4 separate regions of the Mus musculus genome follow, and all the other regions are linked to region 3. A link is a contact called in public HiChIP or PLAC-seq data. All regions are on one chromosome and are shown on one strand. Each heading gives the region's core, a stretch centred on a gene start, on an enhancer-like site or on the middle of the called end of the contact. The rest is flanking DNA. Distances are from core to core; before and after follow the strand shown. Region 1 overlaps Tiprl (TIP41, TOR signalling pathway regulator-like (S. cerevisiae)). Region 2 has its middle 140 kb from the start of Gm26685. Region 3 holds the start of Gm32652 (a long non-coding RNA gene). Region 4 overlaps Nme7 (NME/NM23 family member 7).

Region 1 (7,321 bases), core at 2,429-4,928, 310 kb after region 3:
TCTCTAGTTTCTACAACAAGCATTATCAGTTATGATGTTTTGTTATTCATAATACATTTTATAATTGTGAGAAATGAGTAACAGAAAGCTTGCCTCGTTATGTAAGTAAATGTGCCCATTGCATAGCTTCCCTCATCATCCAATCACCAAATGATTACTAGGTATTCCCATAGGTATGACTGTCCCCATAAACCCCAGCTAACAGGCTGTTTTTGTTTCTGCACTACTGGGAATTGAACCTGTGCTCTTAAGCATATTCACCCTTAACCGCAGAGCAGCATCTCCAGCCTTTGGTTTTCTTAGAAAAAGTCTCACCATGTAGTTCAAACTAAAGCTGGAATTCCACGCTTCCCAGCAGTCTGTGTGTTTTAAAGTACTGCTTATCCTCAGCTTTAGGTCCCCAATGCCTACTCCATTAGGAGATAGGGAGCAACACTTTGTTCTTCCTTTGACATAGACTGGTTTCCTTCTTACCTAGTGGCCCCCAGGCTCACTTTGGGGTACAGGAAAGTTTTCTCTGTTGACCTTGGCTAGCCTGCTGTGGGCAGCCGTATCTGGTTTTCAGGATGTGGCCTTCTCGACACTTGCACCTCATTCAGCAATCGGGGGAAACCCAACCTTAAATCAATGGTCCCAAGTGAAGAACGTCACCAGCACCCTCCCACCAGAGGCAGCAGTCCTCAGTATTCTGCATATGCAACTATGGTCCACGCTGCTTTCCAGTTCCTCATCAAGTCAGCCAAGTTTGGCTTCCATTCCTTCTTTGGTAGGAATTGTCCTTTGCCTGTCCAGGACTCTCCCTCCACTCCTCCTCCAGGGGCAAGTAGGCTTTGTCAGATGCAATAGGGATGAAAACAGGTTTTTGCAGCTTTCCCCACAACACCCTAAGGCATTTAAACCCTTCAGAGCTCGGAACCTAGGGTAGGTGGGCAGGGCTTTACCCCTGTCCCCAGTTACTTCCTGCTTGCCTGGCCTCCTTACCAGGACTTTCGTGAGCTCCGCTTGGTTCTTTTCCAGGCACAGACCTTTGGATCTAAGAGGCAAATCCTTAACTGAGAAAGTTAGTAAGTCCCCTTAAATGAGACTTGTAGCTATTCCAAAAATGACACACTAGTCCTCACACAGCCTTTAAGAATTTATAAAATGGGGCTGGAGAGATGGCTCAGCTGTTAAGAGCACTGATTGCTCTTCCAGAGGTTTTGAGTTCGATTCCCAGCAACCACATGGCGGCTCACAACCATCTGAAATGGGATCTGATGCTCTCTTATGGTATGTCTGAAGACTGCAACAGTGTACTCAAATATACAGAATAGATCTTTTTTTTTAAAAAAAAAAGAACTTGTAAAATGATCCTACACAATGAACTACAGTAAATTAAGGAATGTCGAGACAGGTGCAAACACTCTTCCCCAGGGAACAGCATAATTTAGTTATCTAACTTCAAATGGTCAGCCCTGAAAACATACATGCAAGTAACATTATACAGTGTGGGCAGGTTGTACTTATATATTTAGAAGCTAGACAGTCATGCATATATGAATTTGAAAAGAGCAGGGAGGAGCATATGACAGGCTGAGAGGACGGAAGGGAAGACTAAATGATGTGATTATCTTGAAGTAAGATGTTGGCTGTGGTGATATTAGCCACCTTTCTCTTGTGCTCTGAAGAGGAGGCAGTCTCTGTCCTTTTTCTCCTTGGAGCTTCCCATTCTTTGAGATTCAGTTTGTTTTGTAATCCCACTTTCAGTTGTTCAAGGCATGGTAATTTTTTTGACTGCCTGGCTTTTTCCCTGGTTATGGTAATGACAATCTCAAGGCCTGCGACAGCTTCTTCAAAAGCAGAGAGGAATACCAAAGTCGCTCCTCCCATCTTTCTCAAGTTGTTATTTCTGCCATCACATCTGACACCACGTGTAGATGCTTCTGCATTCTCTGGCGGACCTTAACCCCACAAAAAGTTGTCTCGGTCACCATAGGAGATTTGGTTCACATTCACATAAATACCAAAATAAAAAATAAGCCATCAGATCCTCTCATACACTATAAATTACCCTGTATTTCACTCATAATACCTAATACAAGGCAAATAGCTAAAACTGACAGTCAGGGAATGACAACAGAAAGTCTGTGCGTGGTCATAATCGCTGGGATGTTTTCAACTGTTTGATGAGGAGCCGGATGACTCCACATACACAGCACTCGCCGTATAAAGGACCAACCACATTCTATCGCTTCATTATGTAATCCCTTATACCACATCAGAGAACACGGTACTCAGAACTGAAGGGGATGCTATGCATGACATGTACCCATGTGTTCTGACTACTTAAAAGTGCCCTCAGGAGTGTAAGGAGCAGAGGGAGAAGAGAGACAGGCGCTTAAAGGCGAACAAACTAGGGGATCGCGTTCATACCTAGCAGTTTCCATTTGTAATCTGCGTGGGAAATGTGTCTGCAATACTGAACGGGTTCAGAACAAAATAAATGAGAACGATACATCCTAATCCAATCTTCAAGTAAGTCTAAGAAAAGCTGAAATAAACAGCAAACTATGAATACATAATTCCTTATTATTTATTCTCCTCTTACAAAAGACACTTGGACAAATAAATATAAAATGGCATATGTCATATTTAGAAATGGCCAAGGACACACCTGGGTACTCCTCACAGGGATACACTAATACAATCTTCAGATGCACACTCCTCCTCCCCACCGCCCACCTCTTTAATTTTTTTTAAAAAGTCAATTATTTTATTTTAATTCTCCACAATTTTTAACAATGAATTATCAAAATAAGTAATCTAACACTACTCAGAGACAAAGACATTTAAATGAAAAGATTTAAAAAATACTTGTGTGTACAAACACACACAATATGTTGCCCAGAAACTCCAACTAATGACTAATACAAGATTAATTTTGTAGGTGACATGTCACAACTCTCCGTAAGTGCGAACAAACACCAGAAAGCCCACAGCCAAGAGCCAGAGTAGCACATCAGCATGCAGTCAGCATCCTATGGCGGCCGGCAGGTCCCAGGCATCGGGGCTCAGTGACAGCCTTACAGTCAGCCTCCTCACAGTGAAGACGATGCTTCAGGCCGGATGCAGACCATGTCCCCTCATGAGACCCACACACATCACTGCTGACGTAAGCTCCAGAGCACATCTCTCTCTGGAGCAGGAACTTGAAAACAGACAGGATAAACAGGAGTTGTGTGGAACCTGCCTGCAGCAATCTTTTATTTTCCTTTAAGGCTACAGAAAATCTGCGCATAAGCAAGGAAATTAATTCTCATAATAAAAATACCCCTACAAATAGCCAAGGTTTCCAGTCAGGTTCCACATGGAGAGAGTCTGCTGTACCACATTTTATTCTGAGGGCGTACTTTGTGAGTCCACTGGGTTAGGATCAATTCTTTCTGGAAATACGAGCTTCTCACAAACTGCTTCCTTAATTGGTAAATATTGTGATATTTCATTAGGTTCCGTGAAGAGGGAAGGTGGAACATGCTAGGAAAAACATAAAATCGTATTAGTATATTCTCAGTTATGGCTCACACGATTTCTGAAACCTTCTAGTGTAAGAGTTCACAAAGCATGCTAATTTCAGCCCTGGGGACACTCCACGTAAGGAGGAGCATTGAGTGCTCCCCCAGATAACAGCTGCTTCCTGTTACTCAATCGTTCAACTGTGTGGCTGATCTTCAAGGAACTTGGTGTCATAACTGACAGTGCTACTGTAAGTGCTAAAAGAATCCCACACATTTTGATCAAATCCCTCCCTAGTACCCGTTACTTGAGTAACTTGAAAGTTCAATCTTTAGTTAGAGTCCAGTACACATTCTACGACAGTTACTAACTATTCTAATCCAAGCATACACTATATTCAGACAGAGTAAGTACTATGGTTTAAAAAAAAAATACTTATTTTGTAGACATGTACTAAGCCAGTTCATCACAAAACCCAAGTGCCACGGAAGGACTTCACAAATTCCAGGGGAGCAAAAAATACAGGAAAATTATGTCAGAATAATTACAGATGCTGGTACAGAGGCACCAGTTTTTGGAAGAAAAAGGGATGTGTAAGAACATATACATACAAGTGACATCACAGAGGAAGTAGGATGCATCTATATGTTTACAATGATGGAAGAAAGAGACAGTGAATTTGAAAGACTAAGGAGATACAGGACATGGGAGGCCTTGGAGGGGAAAGAGAAAATTTATGGAACTCTAGTATAATCTCAAAACATGAATAAATTATTAAACATTCTAGAGGGTCAGGTGCTAAGTCAGAGGAACATCCATGGCACCAGCTGCAGCGATGGGACTCAGGTCACACCCCTGCCTCTCAGCTTCTTCAGAATGAACAGGACTCAGATGGATGGCAGCGAAGATCTCCAGGTGCCCTGGTGCTGGAGACAAACCCAGGAGAGACCCACCCTGCAGAGCCCAGGAGGAGCACATCTTCTTTGGAAGGGGTGGAAGGACGTGGTTCCCACGCCTGGAACAGGGCAGAGGCCTCCATGATGTCATGGCTGCTGTGGCCTAGGGCTTGTTTGTATAATTTAAGTATTTTCATGTTCCTCCTTTGAGGAATGTCCTCCCTGTTAACATTAATGACTCCATCAGTCCAGGAGGCGAAAGTGTAGCTAATGTCTCAGTAAAATGGTAAACCCTGGGACCTTCAGGACAGCCCTTAAGGCTGTAAAAAAACTCTGAAAACATGAGCTCAAAAATATATAATTTCTCAACTATGTAAAATATAAGGAACTATACAAGGTGTTTCACTAATCTAAAGGAACAAAAGCAGCTGTGCTGTGAGCCAACTGGTCAGGAAGATACTACGGAAGGAGATACAGAGAGTTAGGGAGTGGTGATTGACGGAGATCCTACCCAGCTAAGTTTTTTTGTATGCTTAAAAAGGCAGACAGATCCCTGGGTTTGAGGTCAGCCTGTGACTGAGGGAATTTAGATCCAGGCCCCATCCTGTTATCTTATCTCTGTGCTTAACAAAGGCTGACAGATATCTGAAGGGCTCTGTAATAAAAAGTGTGCTTGCTGTCTCCTAAGAACCAAAGGCCATGGGATGTTGACTCATAGGATAATCAAAAGGGAACCTGGGGTAATGACTGAATTGATATCTACATAAAAAACTAGGTTTGTGATCTTCAAGAGATGTCTTTAGGCCTGCAAGAGAAAGCTGTCTAGAGAACAACATAGGTTGTCCTGAGACTTGACTTCCAGTTGTGTGTTTTTTGCTACTTTCAAACAGAACTCCCAAGCAGAGGCTGGTCCTTGGCACACATTTTCTGATGCAAATTTAGATGAATGGGTGGGATTAGTGGGATATGAGACTTAAAATGAATTATTAAAATTCAACATCTAAATACTTAAAATTTAAGTACTTACCATTAAATTAGCAATTTTGCTCTCTCTGGATGTATATTCTCGTAACATGTAGGTCTTGTCAGCCTATATTTAAAAATACAAAAATTACAATATATTTATATATGTATATTATAAAATCCTCCCTATAAAGCAGACACGTAAATAAACAAACCATCCTTTTGTACCGTTTTCCCATATAAAACTGTTTTGTTATGTTTTGTTTTCTGAGACAGGGTTTCTCTGTGTAGCCCTGGCTGTCCTGGAACACTCTGTAGACCAGGCTAGCCTCAAATTCAGCCATTTAAGACTTTTAAAGTTAGGTTAAAAAAAGTGCACTTTGTGAGGCACTGTGGTTAAATGCCTTTAATCCCAGCAAACTAGGAAGGCATAGGCAGGCAGATTTCTATGAGTTTGAGGCTAGCCTGGTCTGCACAGTAAGCTCTAAGACAGCCAGAGACATATTTAAGACAAGAAAGAGAGAGAGAGAGAGAGAGAGAGAGAGAGAGAGAGAGAAGAAAAGAAAGGAAAGAGAGAAGGGGAGGGAGGGGAAAGAGAAGGCAGGCAGGCAGAGAGAAAGAGAGAGAAAGAGAGAAGGAAGGAAGGAAGGAAGGAAGGAAGGAAGGAAGGAAGGAAGGAAGGAAGGAAGGAAGAGAGAAAGAAAGAAAGAAAGAAAGAAAGAAAGAAAGAAAGAAAGAAAGAAAGAAAGAAAGAAAGAAAGAAAGAAAGATGTATTACAATTTGCTTTTGGATAAACACTTTTCAGTTTAAAAAAACTACAAAATTATATTTCTTTAAAATATATCAATAAGAAACAAGAAAAAAATTAATGTTCACCATAGTCAATAAAAATATAAATAAGAAAAATAAGTTATCAACCATAGCTAGTTCTGATAACACAGCCTTGATCATTTCAAAACCTCTACATCAAATTTAAATAAGTTCACACTACACTTTCAAAATTCAACAGTAAAATAACCACCTTTCCAAATTAGCTCTATTTTATTCTCTACCATCATGTTGATGGGTGTCTATTTTTCTGCTACTACTATATGGACATAAACATATCAGTCAAATTAATAAGTTCCTTCATGTTATATAAACAATACTGCTGTGAATATTCAAGTATATACAACTGATCAACTACATAATAAATATTTATAAATTACTGTATAATAGAACCTTTTAGGATAAATTCATTAAAAATATAATTAAGTATAAACAGTATTTTTGAGATTTAGATGAGAGAAAAATGTAGTATTTTGGCTTTGCTTATACAAAGGGAAAAGGCTAAGAGGTGTGTAAGAGGTGCCTTTAATCCCAGTAGAGAAGGTGGTTCTCTGAGACCAGCCAGATCCACAGCAGAGTTCTAGAACAGCCAGGGCTACATAACAACGAGAAGAGGAAAAGAGGAGGGGTGGGGGAGGGGGAGCATAATCACAGTCACTGTGCTGTTTCAAGGGGAAAACAAATGTCTAAATAAAGGACTTGGGGGAAAATGTCAATGTAACCCAATTCTGCCTCTTACTGGGTACCTTAAGTGAGCTACATAACCTTTTCTGACTTAGTTACCACAGCACGAGCTATTATGACCATAACTAATAGTTTTGGTATCTCCTCTAATTCTTCATCCAATGTGATCCCAATTTTGAACTTAAGTATTCAGAAAAGACAGGGTGCTCTAAAGCTACTGGAAAAATTCTTATAACCCAATCTAAACTCCTTCTCTCTTTAACACTTAAGACCTGCATGTTATCAGTTACTTTTTCACAGAAGACAGCATTTTTCCACCCTTAGAATAACCACCAAGTAACCATGTAATACAGACGTCAGGAGGCAGTGTAAGTGGGAATTCTTTTTATGTTGTGTTGTTTTGTTTTTGTTTTTAAAGACAAGGTTTCTCTGTGTAGCCTTGTCTGTCCTAGACCTA
Region 2 (7,264 bases), core at 4,260-6,759, 260 kb before region 3:
TTGGCTTTTGAGAGAACTGCATCTACATGGTACACAGACATAACTACAGTCAAATTGCCCTCACACACACTATGATATTTTTTTGAAGAAGAAGAAATGAATCTTGTTCACTGGCCTTGAAGGTATTCAATAAATGTACGAGAAACTTGATTTCTCTTTATTTGCAAAGTATTTTACAAAGACCACTCTAGTGAGTGCATTTTAATAGAGCTAAAGGGATGCTTGATCTTTCCCAGTTCGCTCCCACTGCTGTCTCTGTGGAAGGCAACACCGGAAGTTTGCTGGAAGTTTCATGTTGAGACTGGGCCTTGGGTTTCTTCTGGCATCTGCTATCTCCACTGAGTCAACAGAAGGACTCCAGGACACTAAACACTTGACCTTCTCTTCTGTTTGCTCCCTGTTGTTTTAGGAGCCAAGATCTTCATCAGTAATCTATGTGGAGTACTGTCTTACACTTATTTTTATCCTTTACAAACTAGTATCTTTAAGTTAAAAAAAAAAGTACTTTACAGAGTCTCATCTTGAGCTATTCAGGGAACAAACTTCTGTTTTCCCTCTTTTCCTCTCTCCCTGTCTCCTTCCTTCCTTCCTTCCTTCCTTCCTTCCTTCCTTCCTTCCTTCCTTCCTTCCTTCCTTCCATCCTTCCTTCTTCCCCCTCTCCTTTTCTCTCCTCCTCAATATTTAGCAAACATATATATTTTAGCAATCAAAGAACAGGGGACAAGATAAATTACCTCCAGATTTCTGCCTTCAAGGAATGCAAACGCTAAGGTTATCGGACCTAAATAGTTGTAAAATCACATAGCTTCATTGCTCTGCAGTCAAGATTGAAGTGAGCTGTGGGGTTCTTGAGGACCCTCCGGTTTTTGCACAGGAGCATTTAGGAGGATGGAGGATGGAGAAGGAGCCATGTGTGCTGTACTTTTTTCCCCCTGTAGCACAAGGTCCAGCTTTGGGTCACAGTCTCCTTATGTCCTGACAGCCTCGCTCCTACAAGACATGTCAGTGGTGGTATCACATTGAACATTCTTTCCCTTTCTACCTTCTACTTTTCCATTGTACAAGTTGCCATTCCCTTATACAGAACAGAATCTTAAAAGAATTCCTGAAGAGGGAGGGAGGATATGAGACATGACGTATCACTGGGTATAGCTGGACCATCAGGCACTTGGTAGCCATGAGGAAGCCTTCCTGGATGACTGTGTAGAGTCATCTGCTCTCTCCTGTAGGCTGTCCTGCCTGTCCATTCAGGGACTGCTCTCCTGAGTCACGTGTTTCCACTTCTAACTTCAGTGCTACCCAAGGAGAACAGAGATGACAGCTTTTCTTTCTCTTCTTTGATTCCTTTACTGTTAAGGCAAGGGAAAGCTATACAGATCCCTTATTGTGGATTGTGCCACTTTTCTTACAAGGTAAGAACAACTGGTTTGGATGTTTTTGTGCCCTCCTTACATTTGCAATATAGTTTGACTATGTTTAACACTGTGTCTGGGTGATGACAGGCTTGTCCAATGGATGAGTTTTGTTTTTTTTTTTTTTGTTTGTTTTTTGTTTTTTGTTTTTTTACTTTTTATACTAAACTATGACTATAAAAGTTCAGAAATGGCAATGTTCCATACCCAGGGAACATTCTGGGAGTTCCCAAAGAGCTCATCCATAAATGCAAAATGAATGGTGGTGAAGTCTCCTTACTGCTACAGTGCTCCATTAATGTGCTGAGTCATAGCCAACAAATACTCATTCATTTTTTAGTAGTAGAGAAGGTCATTTTCAACTGTGATGATGATGATAGAGTGTCTTTGTTTCATAGGAATTAGCATTCTGAAACAAACTTGGCTTCTGAAGTTACTCTTCTTAGAGATCAACACAGGAAGGTTGCAAAGTCAAAGGAAGAGAGAAAGTATAGATTGTATACTTTGAGTTATTTTCTGTTCTCACTTATTCAAAATCTAAGGGCCACCTGGGACGGAAATGAGAATGGAAACACACAGTGTGTCTCTTTCCTTAGCCTTCCTTCTTTTCCATGAAGAATGGAGAGCTAGTTATTCTCTGACAGCTATCTCTTCCTGTCATCCCATTTGCCTTTTAAGTGGAAATACTTCTGAAGGATGAAGTAGCCAAGAATAATGGTGGGAAGGCGAAGGCTTTGGATAACTGCAGATTTTAATATCGTTTTTTAAAAAAATTACAGTTCCAAATCATGGTAGCTTTCTTCGGAAGACAGCCACCATCAGCTCTTTCCTTATCTACACCAAATTTTACACAAAGAACATTTTGATTAACTGAGGCATGGAGCAAATGATGTCTAAATTGGGTTTTGAAGGATCAGTGGGAATTCTCTAATCAAAAAAGGAGGGCAATAGAGAGCATTTCAGTTCAAATCAGTGATACCTGGAAGGGTCGCAGCCACTTCAGCTGTCTTTTAGCACAATGCCACGCAGATGATGTCACCAATATGTACCTATAATCTCCGCTTCCTAATTTTCTTCCTCTCTCCAGATTATAAGCCTTCTGGAAGTGCAACCTTTCAATGAAATGAAACCACACCTCCTGGATACCCGAGCAGCCTTTTAAAATTCCTTATCTGAGTAGGCTAGTTGTACTGTTGAGCCATTTGGTTCTAGTTCTTTTCAAAAGAAAATTGCCAAGGTTAGGCGTAATTCTGCAGAGCTCTTGTGCACATTTGAAGAAGTGATATAGATCATCAAATTTGATATCCCAGGACCCATCATTTCTCCATAGTTCATGTACTGGCTGGTTTTGTGTGTCAACTTGACACAAGCTGGATTTATCACAGAGGAAGGAGCTTCAGGTGAGGAAATGCCTCCATGAGATCCAACTGAAAGGCATTTTCTCAATTAGTGATCAAGGGGGAAGGGCCCATTGTGGGTGATGCCATCCCTGGGCTGGTGGTCCTGGGTTCTATAAGAAAGCAAGCTGAGCAAGCTAGGGGAAGCAAGCCAATAAGTAACACCCCTCCATGGCCTCTGCATCAGCTCCTGCTTCCTGACCTGCTTGAGTTCTAGTCCTGACTTCTTTTGGTAATGAACAGCAATGTGGAAGTATAAACTAAATAAACCCTTTCCTCCCCAACTTGCTTCTTCAGTCATGATATTTGTGCAGGAATAGAAACCCTGACTAAGACAAATTGGTAACAGCATAGTGGGGTATTCCTGTGATAACCTGACTATGTTTTAGGGAGGACTATGGAAGGACTTTGGAACTTTGGGCTAGAAGAGCTATTGGCTATTAAGAATGCTGTGGGATGTTCTGTAGGAGCTTGAAAGCATAACATTGAGAACAGTGCAAGTGATGGAGGACTGGCTTATGAAATTTCAGAGGGAAGATTAAAAACTCTTATCACGATTGTTGCTGTTTTTATTGTGAAGATTCTGTGGTTTTAGTTAGCTGTGGTTGAAGAATCAGCTGTGATTAACAAGATGCCAGAACTACTAAAGAGGAACCTTTGGATTACTGGGACTATTGATGCTCGTTAGCTGGAACTAAGAAATTACTGATGATTAAGAAGAGACAAGCATCATTGAGGTGAAATCTTCTGGGAAGCGCTTTCTGAGAGCACAAAGAGGTTCCAGAGATAGCCAAGATTGTACTTCATGCTGTGGCTGGACTTGGTAATGTGTAGGAGTCACCCAGGTGGTACTAGCTTTGAAAGCGTGAAGAGCAGCTGAGGCTTAGCACTGTGAGAGGCCATGGAAGGTGATTGGCGAAGATGCAGTCTTAGTTGCAATTCATGGCCCAGGACTGAAGGGGTCATGCAAAGGAATTGAGGCTTGGCACCATGAAGAAAGCCTATGAGAGGCTATTGGTGAAGTCTAGTTACAGTGGAAGACAGCAGTGTTTTGGAGATGCCAATACCATGAATGACCACCAAGAACAACAGCATCAGTGGAGTACAGGCAACTGGAGCCTAGAAGACAAGATGTGTGCTACAAAGGGAAGAGCTGGAGAAATGACCCAATCCCTTGGGAGAGCCCAGAAGATCATGAGTGGATCCTAGACATGGGATGGCTAGAGTTTGATTTTGATTGTGATTGTGGTTGTGCCCTGATATTTTTCCTTCTTGAAGGAAGAAATTATTTTACTGGAGCCCACAGTTAAGAGACTTTAATTGTAAAAACACTTAGAATTTTAGAAGAGACTGAATATTTTAAAGGGAGTGAAAATTTTCATATGTAAGAATTTGTAAAGACTATGGGACTTTTAAAGTTATTTAGATCTTGGGGATGAATAAGAAAGTAAGGGTTGAGGCTTTATAGTGACATGTTTGTGTGTCCAATTGACAAGGCATCAGTTGTTTGTGCAGGAATAGAAACCCTAAGACAGTCCATTTTTCTGTTCCATATTTGTTTTTTCCAAGACAGGGTTTCTCTGTGTAATACCCTCGGCTGTCCTGGACTCTATAAAGGTAGACTAGGCTGGCCTTGAGCTCACAGAGATCCATCTGGCTCTCCCTCCTAAGTTCTGGAATTAAAGGCATGCCCCACCACGCCTGGCTCCCCTTTCCATTTTTCTTTGGAGCTATTGTGATTTCAGACAGAGCTGGTGTTGAATCTTGTTAACAACACACACCTGCCATGTGACATTTAGAAATTTACTTAACCTTTCTGCATTTCTATTTCCTCTTCTGCGAATCAGGGATAATAAGCCTGTCTCTTAGAATTAAAAGGATGAAATAAAACCATGTCAATTTGGATGGCACAGAATACATGCAGCATAATAGTTCTCTTTCTGCCCCTCCCCCCAGGTCTTCCTTATTTCTCCCAACTCTGCTTTCCTGTGCTATTTTTTTTTCAAGTACTTGGATGATATCATTTTGTTTCTTTTAATCTAGTAGCCCCTTTCCACCGTCTGTCTCTTATCTGCATAAACACTCTACAGTCCCTGACTAGTCAGATTCCTAGAATCCTAAGCCCTAACAGAGTGGCTTGCAAGGAGTCAATAAAAGTACAAGCAAGAAGAATACGTCATTTTTGCTGGAAGGTTTTAAGAATATTATTTATCCTTCAGACAAGGGCAAGAGGTAGTCAAGACAACAGAAAACCTAAGGAGACACTTAAGCTACAAACCAATAGCATCTCTTATGCTTGGCTAAAGCTAAGTGTATACAATCTCCTTGGGCTTTTACTGTCTTTCTAAAGACAAGATCGTCTTCCAATCCATAAATACCCCAGTATTTTGCTGCATATTTTTATGTTTTTTCCATTATAGAGTAATGCATCCTAGACGTGTTTTCTACTTATCTTCCACTGAGGTTTGTAGCCAAGAAAAACTAGGAGTCGCCTGCTGCTTCCTTGTTTATGCTTTCAGAGCAGAGTAGCACATTGTGTCTAGGAGATGATACTCTCTGCCCTGAGCAGCAGGGGTGCAGGATCTTCAGGGATTCAGATTTCAGAAGCCTCACAACTGCTGGGGCCCAGTAGAAGCTCCTTCACTGTCTGGTTAACGTAGTGCTTGCAACATACCATCTTGCATATTCCCCTGTGCATGGGCAGCAACCATAGGGAAGTTCGGTTGTTATAATGACAAGACCCACCAAGAAAGACACGCATAAAGAAGACATGCAAGTGTCCTGGGAATAGGTAACAGGATATGACAGCAGCAAGGATGAGTAATTTTGACTTATTAGAAAAGGACAGCATAAAGCAACAGCCATTGCTGGTGATATGAGGAACTAAGGCTTAGGAAAGAGTAATGTAGATAGCAGTCATTTGATAGTCACATCCACACAACCCTGGATGATTATCTGTTGCTCTTCCTCCCCCTCCCCCTCCTCTTCCTCTTCTTCTCTTCTCTTCTTCCTCTTCCTCCTCTCCCTCTTCTTCTTTGAAATGTTTATTGACTTTTATTTCATGTGTATGAGTGTTTTGCCTGAATGAATTTATGTCATCACTTTCATGCCTTGGTGGCTGCAGAAACCAGAAGAGCGCACTGGATTCCCTGGAATTGGATGCCAGATGCTTATGAACCATCTGTGGGTGATGAAAACTGAATCCAGGGCCTCTACAAGAAGAGCAAGTGCTTTTAATAGCTGAGCCATCTCTACAGTCCTCTCTGCATCTTTAATCTGATTCAAGTCCTTTCCTCTAACTTCAATACACAATTATAACAATCAATTTAGGAAGTTGAAGTAGGAAGACAGAGCTTCTTTGATGATGCTGGAGCAAGGCCCTGGTCTATGAATATAGTAGGATATTACTGGAGTTGTTTTATTGCTGCACTTTTTTTTTTCTGATTTGATTTTATCCTGGGTTATCTAGACTCAAGTTCTTGGCCACTGCTTTGATGTGGGTGTGGGTGTGGGTGTGGGTTCTATCTCATGGAATGAATGGGTGTTAAGCCAAATCAAATATTATTTGGTGACCACAAACTTTGTGCCACTATTTCCCGATTGTCCTAGCATATTTTGCAGCAGGACACCACTGTAGATGAAAGGTTTTGTGGTGGATTACATTGATTGGTCCCTGTATGTTGAGCCATCCCTATATATCTGGAATGAAGTTTACTTGATCACCATGGATGATCTTTTTGATGTGTTCATTGATTTGGTTTGCAATTATTTTATTGGGAATTTTTGCATCTATGTACAGACAGAAAATTGGTCTGTAATTCCACTTCTTTGGTAGGTCTTTATGTAATTTGAGTATTGGAGTAACTGTCACCTCATAAAACAAATTGGGCAATGTTACTTTTGTTTCTATTTTGTGGAATAATTTAAAAATACTGACACTGACTCTTCTTTGAATAGACTTCTACACTAAAATCATCTACTGCTGAACTTTTTGTTGTTGTTGTTGTTAGACTTTTAATGACTGCTTCTATTTCACTAGGGGTTATAGGTCTATTTAAATTTCTTCTCTGATCTTGGGTTAACTTTTCTAAGTGGTGTTTATTGAGAAAATTATTCACTTCTTATAGATTTTCCAATTTGGTGGAGTACAGGTGTTTAAAGTAATTATTATTATGATTCTCTGGATTTCTTTGGTGTTATATCTCTATTTTCATTTCCAATTTTGTTAATTTGAATATTTTCTTTCTATTTTTAGTTAATTTGGATAAAGTTTTGTCAATCTTATTGATTTTTTTAAAAAGAACCAACTTTTTGTTTCATTGATTCTTTTTATTGTCTTTGTTGTTGTTGTTTTCTTGATTTCAGCTCTGAGTTTGATTATTTCTTGCCATCTACCTATCTGGATTTTTTTAGTGTTGTTATAGAACTTCAAGATGTTCTATTACTATTATAAAA
Region 3 (7,630 bases), core at 5,034-7,533:
AGGACCTAGCCCAGTTCCTCCTGCAGAATGAACTCAGCGAGTCCTCAATCATCTCGCATCCTGTACACCCGACTCATTGTCAAGCAAACCCCAATAAGGCAGTCGCCCACCTACCCCACCCCCCATTCCCATGCCTCGGCACTGCGGGATTAGGGCTCTGGGCTCCATCACTGTCCTGGTGGACGCCTGCAGCAGGCTCCCCCAGACTCTGCACTGCAGCATTGCAGCAGCGCCTGCAGCTCCTTGTGCTGGGTGGGAGCTCTGCACTGCGCCGCCGCCGCCGCCGCTGCCACCCCCGCAGCTCTGCGCAGCCTCTGAGCCGCAGTTTACATAAGCCTGGCACTCACAGCAGTGAGCTCACCTTCTCTGGGATCTGGATGCAAACTCCCTGAGAGACAGTAAAAGCCAAACCGCTACTAGATTGCTCCTCACCCCCCAACCCCCAGGAACTGTCAAATGGTCATACCCTTAGTGGCGAAACCGGAGCCGGGAAATGCCCCCAGATAGGACAGAAAACATCTCACCATGGACAGCGAACTCTTCTTCTTTTAAAACAAAAACAACAACAACAACAACAACAAACAAAAACAAAAAAAACAAAAAAACAGCCACACTTGGCAAGGTATGTGACTTTGACCTCTGGTAATACAGTTTCCTCTAACCGGCTGCGATGGGCAGGGTTAAAGCCAGCCAAGGGCGTCAAAGTCAGTTTGCCAAGAAAAATAAAGGGCGAACTGGTTTGTGCTGGATCCTCTTAATTGCTTCACTTCACTTACTGACTGACCTTGTAGGTAATTTTTCTATCCTTCTCTCCTGGCTTTTCTAGAATGTTCAGTGGAAACACGGAGAGTTTTCCTCTGGGGGCAATAGGCCAGTCCCAATTTCACGCTGACAAAAATAAGTGGCACTATGCATTTTCTCTCTTCTCCAGCCAGTCTCAGCTGCTTTCTTCCGCCCCTGAGAAACTTGGAGTCTCACTCCAAAAAGCTCGGGCCCTAAGATCCTCTGCCTCTCACCTCCATCCTTGCCCTTCAGAGCAAAAGATGTAAATCAAACCACAGATGTGTGACTCCTCCCCTCTACGGAGAAGGAAAGAACTCACTCTGATCAATACTATCATGCCTAGGCAGGGAGTAGCATAAAAATGCTGAGATTACTCTACGGTGAACATGCTTGCCACAAAGCTTGATGACCTGAGTTCTATTCCTGGGACCCACATAGAGAGAACTGACTCCCACAGTTTGTCCCCTGACTTCAACATCTGTACTGTCACACACACACACACACACACACACACACACACACACACAGAGAGAGAGAGAGAGAGAGAGAGAGAGACAACATAGGTAAATAAACCATTAACTGATTAAAACTTGTAATTGCCATAGGCCTCTGCTAAGAACTAGGACTGCTGTTTGCTATCACCGAGCTTTCTACGCCAGCAGGGTCAAATAGGGAGAACTTGGACCTGATACAGAAAATCAGGGCTGCCCAGTGTACCCTGGATTAAGGGGAGGACATGGAACCTTCAGCCTGGAATGTCATGGGCAGACTTAGACAAGCTGGTCACCCAAGTCAGGGATAGGATGCTAAAGGGATTTTTTTTTCTTTTCTTGGAAACCTGAGCTCTGGATTGAAAAAAGGTTTTCTTTTCTTTCCCAAAATATATGAGAGTATTTTCTCTCTGAGGAATTACAGCTAAGACAAAAGATAATGCCCAGCAAGCCTTTCAGAAACCTGACCAGCAGGACTTAAAGAGAGCAGTAAACAGGGCAGGATTCTAGAAGTAGGTGTCAAGACATCTAACGGACTAATAATGTTCAGGACATTTAATCTTCAGCTATGCCCTGCTTATGCCAGTTGGAGTGGCACAGGCATAAAAAAGAACGCCAAATCCAGGATGGCATCCCCACACATGCCCCTGGCTGCCGCTACCCCCACCTGGGACCTAGAATAGCAACAACCATCCTCTGTGTGGCATTTACTGGGCATCGTCAGATGCCGTCTCTTAGAAGTGCCAGATGCACCATCATGGAACGAGCCCTGGCCTACAGTCAGACACCTGAGTCCTATTTTCAGGCTGGTCCTTCTGTCTGGGGACCTTAGTCAAGCTCTTAACCTTCTCAAGTGATCTATAAATGTGAGGAATGTTTTCCATCCCTTCTTTGCTACTTATTGTAGCAAAGAAATAAAATTGACTTCCAATAATGTGCGGTGCCATAGACCATCACCAACAATCCCCAGGTTGTCTTTAAGCCCTTGTTTTCCTAGATATCCTGGATATCTTGGCTATTTTGTCCCTGTTTGGGAGTTATCGATCTACTGTAGATAAATCCTTGGCTGTTCTGAGCACTTTTCTTTTTGTATATCTTCTTAAATAAGAAATCTTATGGCCTGTTATTAAGTCTTTCCCTGCTCTTCTGTGCATTGAGTTCATACCTTACACAATGTTCAGCCAGACTGACAAGTACCATAATAAGAGGTGAGGTAGTGGCCATTCATAACCAGATGCCCTAAAGTTACATACAGCAGGGCACCTGTAGAGATCAGTTGGCCTTGGTAGACTTTTCAGGGCCTTGAATCTCTAAAACAATCAGCATTCAAAGGTTGAATATGGAATGTAAGGGATTTGTAGTCTGGCTCTTCAATTTAGGGTGTGAACTCTCTAAACAGGTTCATCAGCGTCAGAACAAGATTGGATGGGCTGTGTGGAACTAGACAGACTAAGTATTCTGTCTAGTTCAAGAGGCTGCTAGGATTAAATGAGATAGTGTCACAATTCAGGATTTATTGTAATTTGCTCAGCACAATCCAATTTACATGTGAAAGCTCAATGGAGAATAGAGAGACCGCTCAGTGGTTAAGAAAACTTGTACTTGCTACAGATGTGTAAGGACCAGAGTTCAAATCCTAGTGCCTATGCTAAAACTCAGACAGCTCAAACAAGCCTGCAACCCCAGCTTTGAAGGGAGTTGGAGCAGAGACAGGAGAATTCCTGGCTCCAGATGGCTTCCACTCTAGCTGGGAAAACCAGAGTTCTCCGTTTTCAAGAGAACTTACCTCAAAGATAGACAGAGGGTGATAGAGGAGGCTACCCGGTGCTGCCTTCTGACCTCCACAGGTGTTCTCACAGGCTTTCACACATGTACACACAAGCACATATAACTCACCCGCATATAAACATAAATGAATATTTTAAATGTCAAGGTACATAATTTTTGTGGTTATATATGTATGTGCATAACAAATTTATAATTACTGTATAAATTAGTGTCATTAATTATATTCAAATATTATGCAAATGCCACCACAATCTTTTCCCTTAACTTTTTCACTATCATCCCAAGCAGCAACTACCAACTCATTGCATTTAAACCACCTAGTCCCTCCTGCCTGTAAGCCCAGATCCTTCTAATCTACTTTCCATTTCTGTGAACTTGCTTATTCTAGCTTTCCCATAGCAACAGACTAATAAGATCTGTCACTTTCTGTCAGGATTATTATGCTTGGCATAATGTTCCCATTGTCTCTCCATTCTCCATTGGCTGCTGAGTATTTGAGTTGTTTTTACTTTGGGATTTTTATAAATAGACTATGGTGAACATTGGCGTGTGAGCATCAGCTTGGATGGTAATTCTGTGTTTGGCTCTTTATGAAACACCAAACTACTTCCCATGGGGGTTAAATAATTTTCATTCCCACCAGCAATGGGAGCTTCCATTTTCCGTACTCCCTTGCCAACCCCTATTCTTTTCTGCTTTTGCTTTGTATGGTGACAAACGGTATACAGATTTTAAAGGCACACTAATATGTGTAATCAAGTAGGCAAATATTATCAATCAATAGATGCATGCCAATTGAGAATCAACTATACACTGGGTAGTTCATTCAAAAAAAATACTTCTGAGGAAGTCATGTTGTATGTCTATGCAGCTGGCCTCAGGTAAGAGTTGAGAAAGCTGAAGACAGAGATGGGTGTGGAATTTGACAGGAAAGTTTGACCCAACTATGTGTGCAGCAGAGACCTTGCCAAGTAACTATGGCTGTTGAGCAAGGACTCAAATGATCTAAACCTATTCTTTGCATACCATGCTAATCTCTCTCTGTTGTAGGAAGACTGCACTATGGTCTGGGTTGGAGGCAGGTGCCTTGCTGCCAGCCATTCCCTCTTCTCAATTCCGTTCCCATCCTCTTATAATCTCTTTCTTTATGAAAGCCAACTCCCCAGGCAGGAGGATGCCTTCTGGTCAGTAACTTTGAAAATTGTAGTATAGTAATTGTTTGCTAGTTATGCACTTGAGGTTGAAATCCTGAGTCTATAGACCCACTGGTGTGTGTCTTTCCACTGAAGCCCGTACCCGGGGCTGCCCACATTCGCTTCTGTGCTTTGGAGGATGAGAGTTAGATTATCTGACACAGTTATCATGTATGTACACCTTGTGCCCTCCATCCCCCATCTCTAGGTTTCTTTCTTTGCTTCCTGAGATTTGGGTGAGTTTTTTATTCTTCTTTCATCACAGAAAAGTGGTGAAGCAAACTCCCAGGCTCACAACTCACCCGCTACCTCAGTGTTGACTCTCAGATCAATTGATCCCCACACAGAGGCACGCGGCTGGAAAAGAAAGTAATGTGTGGGAACTTACAGCCATTTGAAGTCCAAGATGAATTTTAAGCATCTTGAAACTGTAATCTATGTCAAAGAGAAAGCAGGCTATATAATTAAAGGAAAGGGGAAAATAGCCCGCATCCACACCACTGTGTTTACTACATAATGGGCATTCCAGGAAAAAAGGAAACCAAGAGTCATCTGAGAACAGATACCACATCTTGCACTCCCATGATTCTAGAATAGATACTTCTATTTTTTTCCTTTCTATCTGTTCTTTATTTAACTTTTCTCATTTTTAGTTGAAAAAAAATGATCACTTGGAATGAAGACCGCCTTCCTCAGCCTTCTGTGAAGCTGAGTCTAGCAAGAAGACTACACTTGGAGATTGCATGTGCGACTTCTGAAAAATGCCCTTGGGGATAGAAAATGAAAACCCTGGGTTCCAAGGATTTCTCAGCAGCCTTGGTCTGAATGACCCCTAATTTATACTGCTAGGGAAAAAAACAGAAAACTCAACTCTCAGTTTGAGTCACTAGTACTCTGGACTTACACATAAACCTATCCCTCAATGATAGACCTCTTCAGTATCTAGGGGGAAAACACGTTCAGTCATTCAACACTTGAAGTTATGATAACACAATCAACTAAGCAATTATTCAGACATATTGTCTTTTTCATATTTTTGGAAGGTCAGGTGGTTCTGATTCTCAAACATATGCCCACACATATGTAAGAACAGACATTATTCATACTAGTATGGTTAGCAAGGCAGAATGAGGAACACACACACAGAGTGGTGTCTATATAGATGAGTAAGGTTTAGGCAGTGCAGAATATACCTATCCAAGGAACAAGTTCAAGAATTGTCATTGATTGCTGAAGGATGGATCACTGCATCCTTTGGGATCAACTTGCTAAGAATACACATCACAATTTTAAAATGATTCCTCTTTGTTATACAGTATTTTTTCAGAGATCTGCTCTAATGAAATCGTGTGGGGCAAAGAGTGATACTCAAAACTTTCATTGAAGGACTAGGTAGGGAGATAGTTTCTGCATTTAAGGATTCACTCAATACACACATCTGTCAGAAGTGTGGGACTGGCAGCTAGCTGGCATCCTCCTTCCCCAGGAGTTGGCTTTCATGAAGAAAGAAATAAGAGGATGGGAACAGTATTGAAAAGAGAAGATGGCAGGCTGGGGGCTGGTGAGATGGCTCAGTGGGTAAGAGCACCCGACTGCTCTTCCGAAGGTCCGAAGTTCAAATCCCAGCAACCACATGGTGGCTCACAACCATCTGTAATGATCGACTCCCTCTTCTGGAGTGTCTGAAGACAGCTCAGTGTACTTATATACAATAAAAATAAATAAATCTTTAAAAAAAAAAGAAGAAGAAGATGGCAGGCAGCAAGGCACCTGCCTCCAACCCAGACCATAGTGCAGTCTTCCTACAACAGAGAGAGAATTACCTAGAGTCCAAAGGATTTAGTCCCTATAATAAGGTAGTGTTGCCCAGTGCTCGGGGATGGAAGAAAGGCAGTGTAGAGAAGTCTTCATCTGGAGAATGAAGCTCAGTTTGGTTTAACACTGCTGGATGGAGATATGCATTGGCAACCCTGAGATCTGCAGCTAAGAGAAGATGAAGAGGCCCTGTAGGGAGACAAGCCACAGTGGTGGGCCACAGTTGCAGTGGCAGTGAGCAGGTGCTGCCCCCAAGTGGTTCTGCAGACAGCGGGCATGCTTACAGGGCCAGAAACCTCAACAGGTCACTCCAAAACTGGCTTGGACTTCCTGGTATATAAGTCAAAAGGGATGTGCTGCTAAGGCATATGCAGATGGGGCAAGCCAACTAAATGTTTTGTAACAGATGCTCTAACCTAGGTGCACGATGGGGGTGCGGGGTGGGGGGCTGCTCTGTGAATCACGATTGGCCTCATAATCTGTGCGTCAATTTCCTTCCCTAGTCTCCTCAGCATTCTCCTGTGCCATCATTTCTCACATTTCCAGGGCACAAGTGTCCCTTTGAGTGTAATCAAAAGGTGGTACGTTGTGAGGTTCACGAGGCAGAAGGACCGCAGGCTGCTGTTGCTCTCACAGGAGAATCTACTCACGTGTATGCGTGTCAGTGCAGGACTGCCGTGGGCTTTGACCAGAAGCTCGCAGGTCCAGCAGTCCGCTGTGCTCAGCTAGAGAGGAAGTTTCTGCAGTATTTGTGTATCTTAATTTAAGCTCTTCCTGACCATTGCTCCCGTCATTGTTTATTGTTTGAGAATCTCATACGTGTTTTCTGGTCAAATCCACACTGCCTCCCCTTCTTTCCAGTTCCTCCTCAGTCCCTCAGTTCTGTTCTGTCTCAGCTCCGCACGCTCTTTTCTTAAGCCCACTAAGTCCTCAGTGATACACGGATGTGCACGCGTGTGGATGGAACATGTGTTGCCCCTCTGGGGCTGCATCCCTAAAGAAAACTGTCTCTCCCCCGACTTCCCCCAGCAGCCACTTAGCCAATAGCTCCTCAGTAAGGCTAGGTAGGGTGAGAGACCTCAAGAATTCCTGCCAATGCATGCCAGGAGTTCAGCCATCTTGGTCTTGGCAGGTCTTCTGCATGCAGCCACAATTGATATGAGTTCTTGCTCTCAATGGCACTATCATGTCCTACAACTACTGTTTTGCTACAGGTGTCCATTACCTCTGGTTCTTATCATCTTTATACACACACACCCTTGTGACGTAGCTATTAAATTTGGAGATGAATACTCCATAGTCTCTGTATTTATTCCCTGTGGGTTGACAAGTTCTCCGTATAGTCAACATGTACTGAATAAAGAGTTTCTGAGAGGCTCTATGACCATACCGTTAAGAACTTAGGGAGCAGTTTATTATTATGTCTACTTCAGAGAATAGTATGGGAGGCCAATACAGCTATTGCATAAACGCCCCATCTCTGTGTGAATTCATGACTTAAAACATAAATGCATGGAGTCTGATTTTGTAACCAGAGGCAGACAACACTGGCTAATGTTT
Region 4 (7,137 bases), core at 3,757-6,256, 480 kb before region 3:
TAGAACCTGCTGTCTTTTTGCATTGGTTTAGAAGTATTGTTTTTATTTTTATTTTTCTATTTTCCCCACTTTGAGGCAAGAGTCTCACTGCGTAGCTCAGTCTGGCTTAGAACTTAAAATCTTCCGAGTATAGGGCACTAGAAGAATTTTTTTTCTGATTTTTAATATGTCCACAGATGAATATCTTACCTATCAAGACATCTCCAGGGTGGCCGTCATAGGCCTGTCTCCCTAAGTTCTGAGTCCCGTCTCCTTCCTGGAGTTTTCCTCTTTGGCTGCTCTTCAAGGAAATGATCAGTCCAGTCTCCTTTTTATCTTATTTGCCACCCACAATTCACCGGCTTCTCCTATTTTCTTCAATTGTTTTCCTACTAGCTGGGTTCATTGGCTGTGGCTATCATAACAGACTCCAGTAGGCTGGACAGCAGACACATTGCCATTCTGGATGCTGGAAATCCAAGGCCAAGGAGTGGATTTTTTTTTTCATTTTTAAAGTTGTATTATGCAAGGTTACATATATTCATGAAAATACATACTGTGCTCTAAGCATATTCTCTCTACTGCCTTCCTTCCTTTCTTTTCCCCATCTCTGTTAGCCTCCAGGTAATTTGGCTTCTACTTTCATGCCATCTGTCCATATGTGATTTTATATACCTGTAAAGTCCAGTACACCCAAATGAGAGGAACCATACAATAGTTGTCTCTTTGAGACTGGCTTATGTGATTATGCCTAATTGCATCCAATTTTCTACAAACAATATAATTTCCTCCTTACCAATGAAAAAGTTCCATTATATATATAAAATCAGTTTCTTTATCCATCCGTCCTTTATGGACACCTAGGTTGGTTCTGTAACTTAGCTGTTGTGGATGGTGCGGCAGTAAACATGGATGAGTAAACATGATCTCTGAAGTGTTTCCTTAAGAGCCCCATGGGTAAACACCGAGGAGGTGTATAGCTGCATCCTTTGAGAGCTCTGCTGTCTGGATTGGAGGAGCCTTCCAACTGGTTCCCACAGTGGCTAGACCACTACTCTGCAGTGGATAAGGATTCCCGTTTGTCCGCATCCCTCCCAGCATCTTGTTATTTGTTTCCTTGATGAGTATCATTCTTCTAAGGATGCCATAGAGTCTCAGTGCAGGCTTTAGTTCCACATCTCTAGTGGTTAGTGATGTTAAACATTTATTGATCGAGTTGCTCATAGTCTTAGTTTTTAGTTTTCTTCGTCCTTTATATATTCTTGGAATGAATCCTCTGTTGGATGTGTGGCTGGCAGATTGGCTCATTCTACAGGTTTTCTCCCCTTGGTTGCCTCCTGTGCTTACAGATGCTTTCTTACTTCATTGTCAATCTTGATGCTAATCTTGGTGCTTAGAGCAAATGGGGTCTGCTCAGAAAGTACTCGTTCACATCAATTTCTTGATAATATCTTTGTCCCTCCTTTCCCCATCACTTTTAAGCTTCAGCTCTTTGACCCATTTGAAGTGGATTTTAATTCAGGCTGAGAAGTAGAGGCCTGGTGCCATGTTTACGTGTGAATACCCAGCTATACCTACACCAATTCTTAGATGCTGCTTCCTGGATAGCAGAGGGTCATGGTTATCTAGGCTGCCTATGAACCAGGCAGTGTCTCAGCCTCCTCTTAATCCCATCCCTCCCATTTGAGTAAGACCCACCTTAGTGGAGATATCTTAATCACTTCTATAAAGACCCAATCTCCAAACACCACCACACTCTGAAGTGTGGGGGGTGGGGGGTGTGCTTCAGCAAATGAGCTTTGAGAGTGGAAGAAGGGGTGTGACTCAGCCATGACACTACCCCACAATAGAAATCATAATGATTTTGGTCAGAAACAGGGCTTGACTGAGCATCAGGGGAGCCGCAGGACAGACCGATAGCCGAGGCGTGCCCTGAGCCCAGTTTATCCAAGTTCTTTCTCCGAAGCCTCTGAAGGGAAATGAAATGAAATCCACTGTGAGTATGTGCTACATTTCCTCACCTGCTCATTAATGGGTAAACAATTAAGTGGTGTCCTTTTCTTGGCAATTGTGAATAGGGCTGTCGAGAGCATGAGTGTGTAGATGTTGCTTTAGAGTAGTGGTTCCATTTCCTCTGGCTGGATTCCCACTGGTGAGCTCTCTGTACCATGTGATGCTTCTGTTTTTAGTTTGCCAAGGAACCCTCACACTGTTTCCCATCATGACTGAACTAATCTGCACCCTCTACACAGTGCTGTCCCACCCTCCCTTTCTCCACAACTTGTTATCCTTGGTCTTTTACTAATGGGCTTTCTGACTGGACTGGTGTGGTACCTCAGTGTGGACTATTTGGTCTTTAAAATGAATGAACTGCTTTCATTTGTAACATGGATGGAACTGTAGATCATTACATGACCTAGAATAACTCAAGCACAAAAAGACCAGTGTTATATGGAGTCTGAACAAGTTGATCTCACAGGACTGAGAATATTCAGAGGATGTCATCAGAGGCTGGGGAGAAGAGGCCCAGGGAGCAATGGGACGAGTTTGGTGCTGAGTTGTGGTTAGGTAGGAGGCTCTGCTGTGCTGTCACACAGTTGGTGGCCATAGGTAACACTAACAAAGTGTACATTTTAAACTGCCAGGAGAATGGCTAGGTGTAGTGGCACTAGCCTTTAGTCCCAGCAGTTGGAAAGCACTGACAGGCAGGTCCCTGTGAGTTACAGGCCAGGCTGGTCTACATAATAAGTCCCAGCCAAGCAGAACAACATAGTGTCCCTGGCCCTAACAAAATATAGCAACAAATGACAGAAGGAAGTATTCTGAGCACTATTATCATAAAGAAAAGATACATTTTTGAGGAGATAAATATATTAAGCCCAATTTAAACATTATACAATGTATACATGTTTTGAAACAGCACATGACACCCCATTAACATATGTAACTTTTATGATTAATGTATCACTTAAGGATACATTCTAACTTAAGTGAAAAATAAAATGAAGTATTTTTCAGCACCTCTTATTTTTCAATTACTTTGCCACACATATTACATACATGCCCACAAGTAAATCCTTAAAATGATTTTACAAGATGCGAACAGCCAGTGTTCCAGTCTGTGACTTTTTGCCTATGTGATGCTTACTGGGGCTGCAGTCACCTAGGTGCTCGGCTAGGATAGAATGTTCTAGATGGCTCCTTCACATGGGTTTGGGCAGAGGCAGAGGGGAAGCGTAGCTTAGAGGAGATTCTGTTCTCTCTGTGTAAGCTCAGAGCGTCTTTATGTGGGCCTCTCTCCAGCAAGAAGCCTCAGCCCTTACGTCGCTGTTTCTAGGGCTGCCAAGATCAGAGGCTGCTGGGTCTTCTTACGGCTTACACCAAGCGTGGGAACGGTAGCCGTCCATTATACTCTCCTGCTAAAGAGAATTCCAGAGTAACCCAAATTCGGTAGAAAGGTGCTCTCCAGGCCATAGGAAGGATGTAACTCATAAAGGTCATCCTCAGACAGTAGCTGTCGTGAACAATTCCATTTGGAAAAACAAAATGCAGAGGGAAGAGAAAGATGCCATTAGCTACATACTAAACACGGAGTGATTTATCATTATAGAACTACATGAGTGTCTTAGGGTTTTACGGCTGTGAACAGACACCATGACCAAGGCAAGTCTTATAAAGGACAACATTGAGTTGGGGCTGGCTTACAGGTTCAGAGGTTCAGTCCATTATCATCAAGGCAGAAACATGGAAGCATCCGGGCAGGCCTGGTACAAGATGAGCTTGAGAGTTTTGCATCCTCATCTGAAGGCTGCTAACAGAATACTTGCTCACAGGCAGCTAGAATGAGGGTCTTAAAGTCCACACCCACAGGGATATACCTACTCCAACAAGGCCACACCTACCCCAACATGGCCACGCCTTCTGATAGTGCCACTCCCTGAGCCAAGCATGTACAAATGAGCAAATCAGCTTGAGTCACTTCATAAAGACCAAGGAGATTTTTAGGATGATAGTAGTTCAATGACATCATTGAAAAGAACTTGTACAAATACAGTAGATGAAGTCTATGAGGGTAGAGTAAGGCTGTCCCCTCAGATCAGTGTTTAGGGCTCGACCATCAAATGAGGAGCAGAGTAAAGAATTAGGTCCACTAGTGCCATATTCCCTGTCCCTGCTCTCTCTGAGCTGGAATTGATGAGACTGTCCACTGGTTGACGTCAAAGTGGGTTCAAAATCCTTTCCTATTCGGACAATTTTCTTATAATGACACATAAATAAATGAGATAAAATGAGCAAAATAAAGGCGAGGGGGCAGAACAGTGGCTCAGAGGTATGGTAAAGGCCTTGCCACTGAACCTGACGATGGCGTTCCATGGCACTCAGACTCACATAGTGACTCTCCTGATTCTTCCAAACGGTCCCTTGACCTCCACAGGAGTGCATGACACACGCAGACCCACACAGTAAACATATGTAATTTTAAAATGATGGGAAACTTTTTAAAAGTAAGAAACCTTTGACATTCTTTATCCCTTTTGGTTCAACTAGCATCATCCTTAGTGTTTGTTTGTTTGTTTGTTTGTTTTTCGGTTTTTCGAGACAGGGTTTCTCTGTGTAGCCCTGGCTATCCTGGAACTCACTTTGTAGACCAAGCTGGCCTTGAACTCAGAAATCCACCTGCCTCTGCCTCCCAAGTGCTGGGATTAAAGGCGTGCACCACCACAACCGGCTCCTTAGTATTTGTTAAGTACCCGATACACATTTGATAAGAATATACATTTGACTTCACTAAGAACTATCAATAATTGTTACTCTAGAATTGGCTCCTGGGGGTTATTATTTAGTAATAATTTTTGAGTTTTGTTAGTAAATGTAAGGGTAAGTGAACATTGTGACGAAGTATCGCCTCCTCAGTATTCTGATTTTTCTATTCAGTGACTGGGAAATTTGTGTGTTGTCAACAGCTAGCAAATCTGTGCTAAGTCAACATAACCTGACTTAGATAAGGGGCAGGCAAGCTTCAGGCCGTCAGCACGTGTGGCCCACTGCCTGGCTGTGCATGTGCACGCTCTGTAAGGCAGTGGTTCCTGTGGGTAGGTCTGCAGCTGTTTTCTAGCCACACTGTCAGAACTAAGAGGACTAGAGACTCTGCCAACTATGTTTCCTGCCTCTGTATAGGAGAAGTTTTGTGGTCCTTCGTTTTGTTTGTGAGACCTGGGAAGATGGCAGGAGATAATTAGAAGCTTACAGCGCCCTTGGCTTATTAGTCTACTGACATTGTGTTGACAATGGGGTACGCACTGATCTAGGAAACGGGGACTCGGTGCGAGCCTGCCTCTCAGGACAGCTTGATCAGTTTCTGCTGTCCCGCCACAACCAGAGCACTCATCCCTAAAATGTTTCCATTTAGTTGTGATGAAGTCAGAACTCCTGTACATTACAGTCAGGCCACTGTGCCACTGACCCCAGGCTCGTTCCTGTCCTGTGTGTTTTCTGCATTACCGTTGCGATGGTGTCTTATTTGCTGTTTGTCCCTCCTGACCACACAGGCTTGTTCTCCTTCTGAGGTCATGCTGCTCCATAGGCACACTTTCCAGTGCTCATTTGCTTTGGTACTTCTCCTAATTTTTCAAAAGACTGTGAATTTCTAGTTTCTCCAGAGTCTCCCTTAATTACTTTTATTATTATATTTTCCTAGTCCATATATACTAAAAAAACAAGCTTTCAACATATTTGTGAGAGCATTAATAGCACATATTAGGTAGTTTCAAAAAAATTATTGTTGCTGTTTAGTTTTGTTTTCTTACTGTGATATAGCATCTGTGAGAATCGGATCCTTGCTTATGTTGTTAATTGTGTTCTTAGTGTTCAACATAGAACTGAATACAGTAGTATACCATAGAGTGTTGTAAATGAGTGGAAGGAATTGTGGCATAAACTTGAAGTCGATACAGGTTTTTATAATTACCATAGTTTTCCTTTTCCTCTGAGTTTCCTTAACTCTGGTCTTGATCTCAGTGCAGTAAAAATGTTACCCTTCAGTGCTTTCTGATACTCGACTTTAAGGGACGGAAAGGGCATAGAAAGGAGAGGTTGATCTAAATGACAGGGCTGTACAAAAGTCAGGATTCCTGCATTTCTTTATTTCTGTGATTCCAGTTTTTGCCCAGTTCAGACTATTCAATCAACTGTTAACTTGGACTAACCAGAGAACCCATATCTCAATTTTTTTCTTTAAATTTACTGTTATGTTATGACAGAATCAAAGCCTAGTTGTATGAGAACCATCAGTGTGTGTGTGTGTATCATGTGCGTTAACAATTGTGAGGAAGGGGATAGGGAAGGGCACCATGGTCAAAGATGCTGTCTGACACAGCCCTGAGGTCCTTCAGTGTGTGCCCCTCAGTCCCCAGGTGTCCCACTGCCATCCCCAGGCAGGCTGCATGCACTGGAAAATACCACTGATGTGAGCACAACTTAGCTCTCTTTGTAATGAGTAGCTACTTTTGTCGTGTTGGGACATAATGCTTTATAAGAGCAATTATGTCATCACGTAAAGAGCAGAGGGTTTATTTTGGCTCCCAGTTCAAGGGCACTGTCCCTGAAGGTAGAGGAGCCATAGTGGCGGAAGCTGGAAGCAGGGTCACGTTGCATCTCTAGTCAGGCAGCAGCAAGAGGTCACAAGGCAAGCTTGCACTCAGATCACTGTCTCTCAACAGTCAGGACCGAGCCGGAGCAGTAATGTCTCTCAGATCAAGGGGTGCTTTCCCTACCTCCGTTAACCTAATCTTGATTATCCCTCACAGACATGCCCAGAGATGCTTGTTTTTACTGATTCTAGGTCTGGCTGAGTTGAAAGTCACTATTAAGTGTCCCAAGGACTGTGGGTTGTGAGAGAATTCATGAAGATAGAACTCATCTTGGACTTTTAAGGAGAATAAGGCTAGAGGGGAATTCTTAAGCTGATGAAGTAAGGGGAAGCTCATGGTGTTTTGACCTGCCCCCCCCCCCCCCATAGGGAACTTCTTTCAACGACTGTCTGATCTGTTCACAGCTTTCAGATTAGTCTGACATTGTCAGTGTCTATATTAGAGATGTCAAACCCTGAGGCATATGCTTAGCATGAGGGAAAGGGGGACACAGGCCTCAGAGCCTCTG

What was found. HiChIP or PLAC-seq counts read pairs in DNA pulled down with a chosen protein or histone mark.
Region 1: a contact with region 3 is called in an SMC1A HiChIP or PLAC-seq map of large pre-B cells, with 2.8 times the contacts expected there. The contact joins two enhancer-like sites. A contact is called at or near these places in 1 of 15 datasets of contacts at CTCF or cohesin (large pre-B cells) and 1 of 484 Hi-C or Micro-C datasets (liver).
Region 2: a contact with region 3 is called in an H3K27ac HiChIP or PLAC-seq map of large pre-B cells, with 6 times the contacts expected there. The contact joins two enhancer-like sites. A contact is called at or near these places in 2 of 15 datasets of contacts at CTCF or cohesin (large pre-B cells and pro-B cells), 4 of 484 Hi-C or Micro-C datasets (the C3H10T1/2 cell line, embryonic fibroblasts, nephron progenitors and 1 more), 3 of 115 datasets of contacts at active chromatin or transcription factors (forebrain, large pre-B cells and pancreatic cancer cells) and 1 of 9 other capture datasets (embryonic stem cells).
Region 4: an H3K4me3 HiChIP or PLAC-seq map of embryonic basal ganglia shows a contact between it and region 3, with 5 times the contacts expected there. The contact joins two enhancer-like sites. A contact is called at or near these places in 3 of 15 datasets of contacts at CTCF or cohesin (embryonic stem cells, large pre-B cells and pro-B cells), 6 of 484 Hi-C or Micro-C datasets (embryonic stem cells, liver, nephron progenitors and 1 more), 10 of 115 datasets of contacts at active chromatin or transcription factors (the NIH/3T3 cell line, SST interneurons, embryonic basal ganglia and 7 more) and 1 of 9 other capture datasets (embryonic stem cells).

What each region holds. Positions count from the first base shown.
Region 1 is chr1:165,212,368-165,219,688 of GRCm38.p6, forward strand. It overlaps Tiprl (TIP41, TOR signalling pathway regulator-like (S. cerevisiae)), which reads right to left. Exons shown (of 7, transcript NM_145513.4): 6 at 5,416-5,478; 7 at 1-3,513. The coding sequence ends at 3,373. Among named protein-coding and RNA genes, the nearest start is that of Tiprl, 21 kb to the right of the region's middle. Within about 2 kb of position 3,679, at least 44 of the 459 cell types and tissues checked have an H3K27ac peak or open chromatin away from gene starts, as enhancers often do.
Region 2 is chr1:164,643,557-164,650,820 of GRCm38.p6, forward strand. No RefSeq gene overlaps it. Among named protein-coding and RNA genes, the nearest start is that of Gm26685, 140 kb to the left of the region's middle. Within about 2 kb of position 5,510, at least 5 of the 459 cell types and tissues checked have an H3K27ac peak or open chromatin away from gene starts, as enhancers often do.
Region 3 is chr1:164,898,933-164,906,562 of GRCm38.p6, forward strand. Gm32652 (a long non-coding RNA gene) reads right to left here and starts at 724. Exons shown (of 5, transcript XR_865700.2): 1 at 467-724. Within about 2 kb of position 6,284, at least 3 of the 459 cell types and tissues checked have an H3K27ac peak or open chromatin away from gene starts, as enhancers often do.
Region 4 is chr1:164,421,380-164,428,516 of GRCm38.p6, forward strand. All of the region lies in intron 13 of Nme7 (NME/NM23 family member 7), which reads left to right. Among named protein-coding and RNA genes, the nearest start is that of Gm39690, 6.4 kb to the left of the region's middle. Within about 2 kb of position 5,007, at least 25 of the 459 cell types and tissues checked have an H3K27ac peak or open chromatin away from gene starts, as enhancers often do.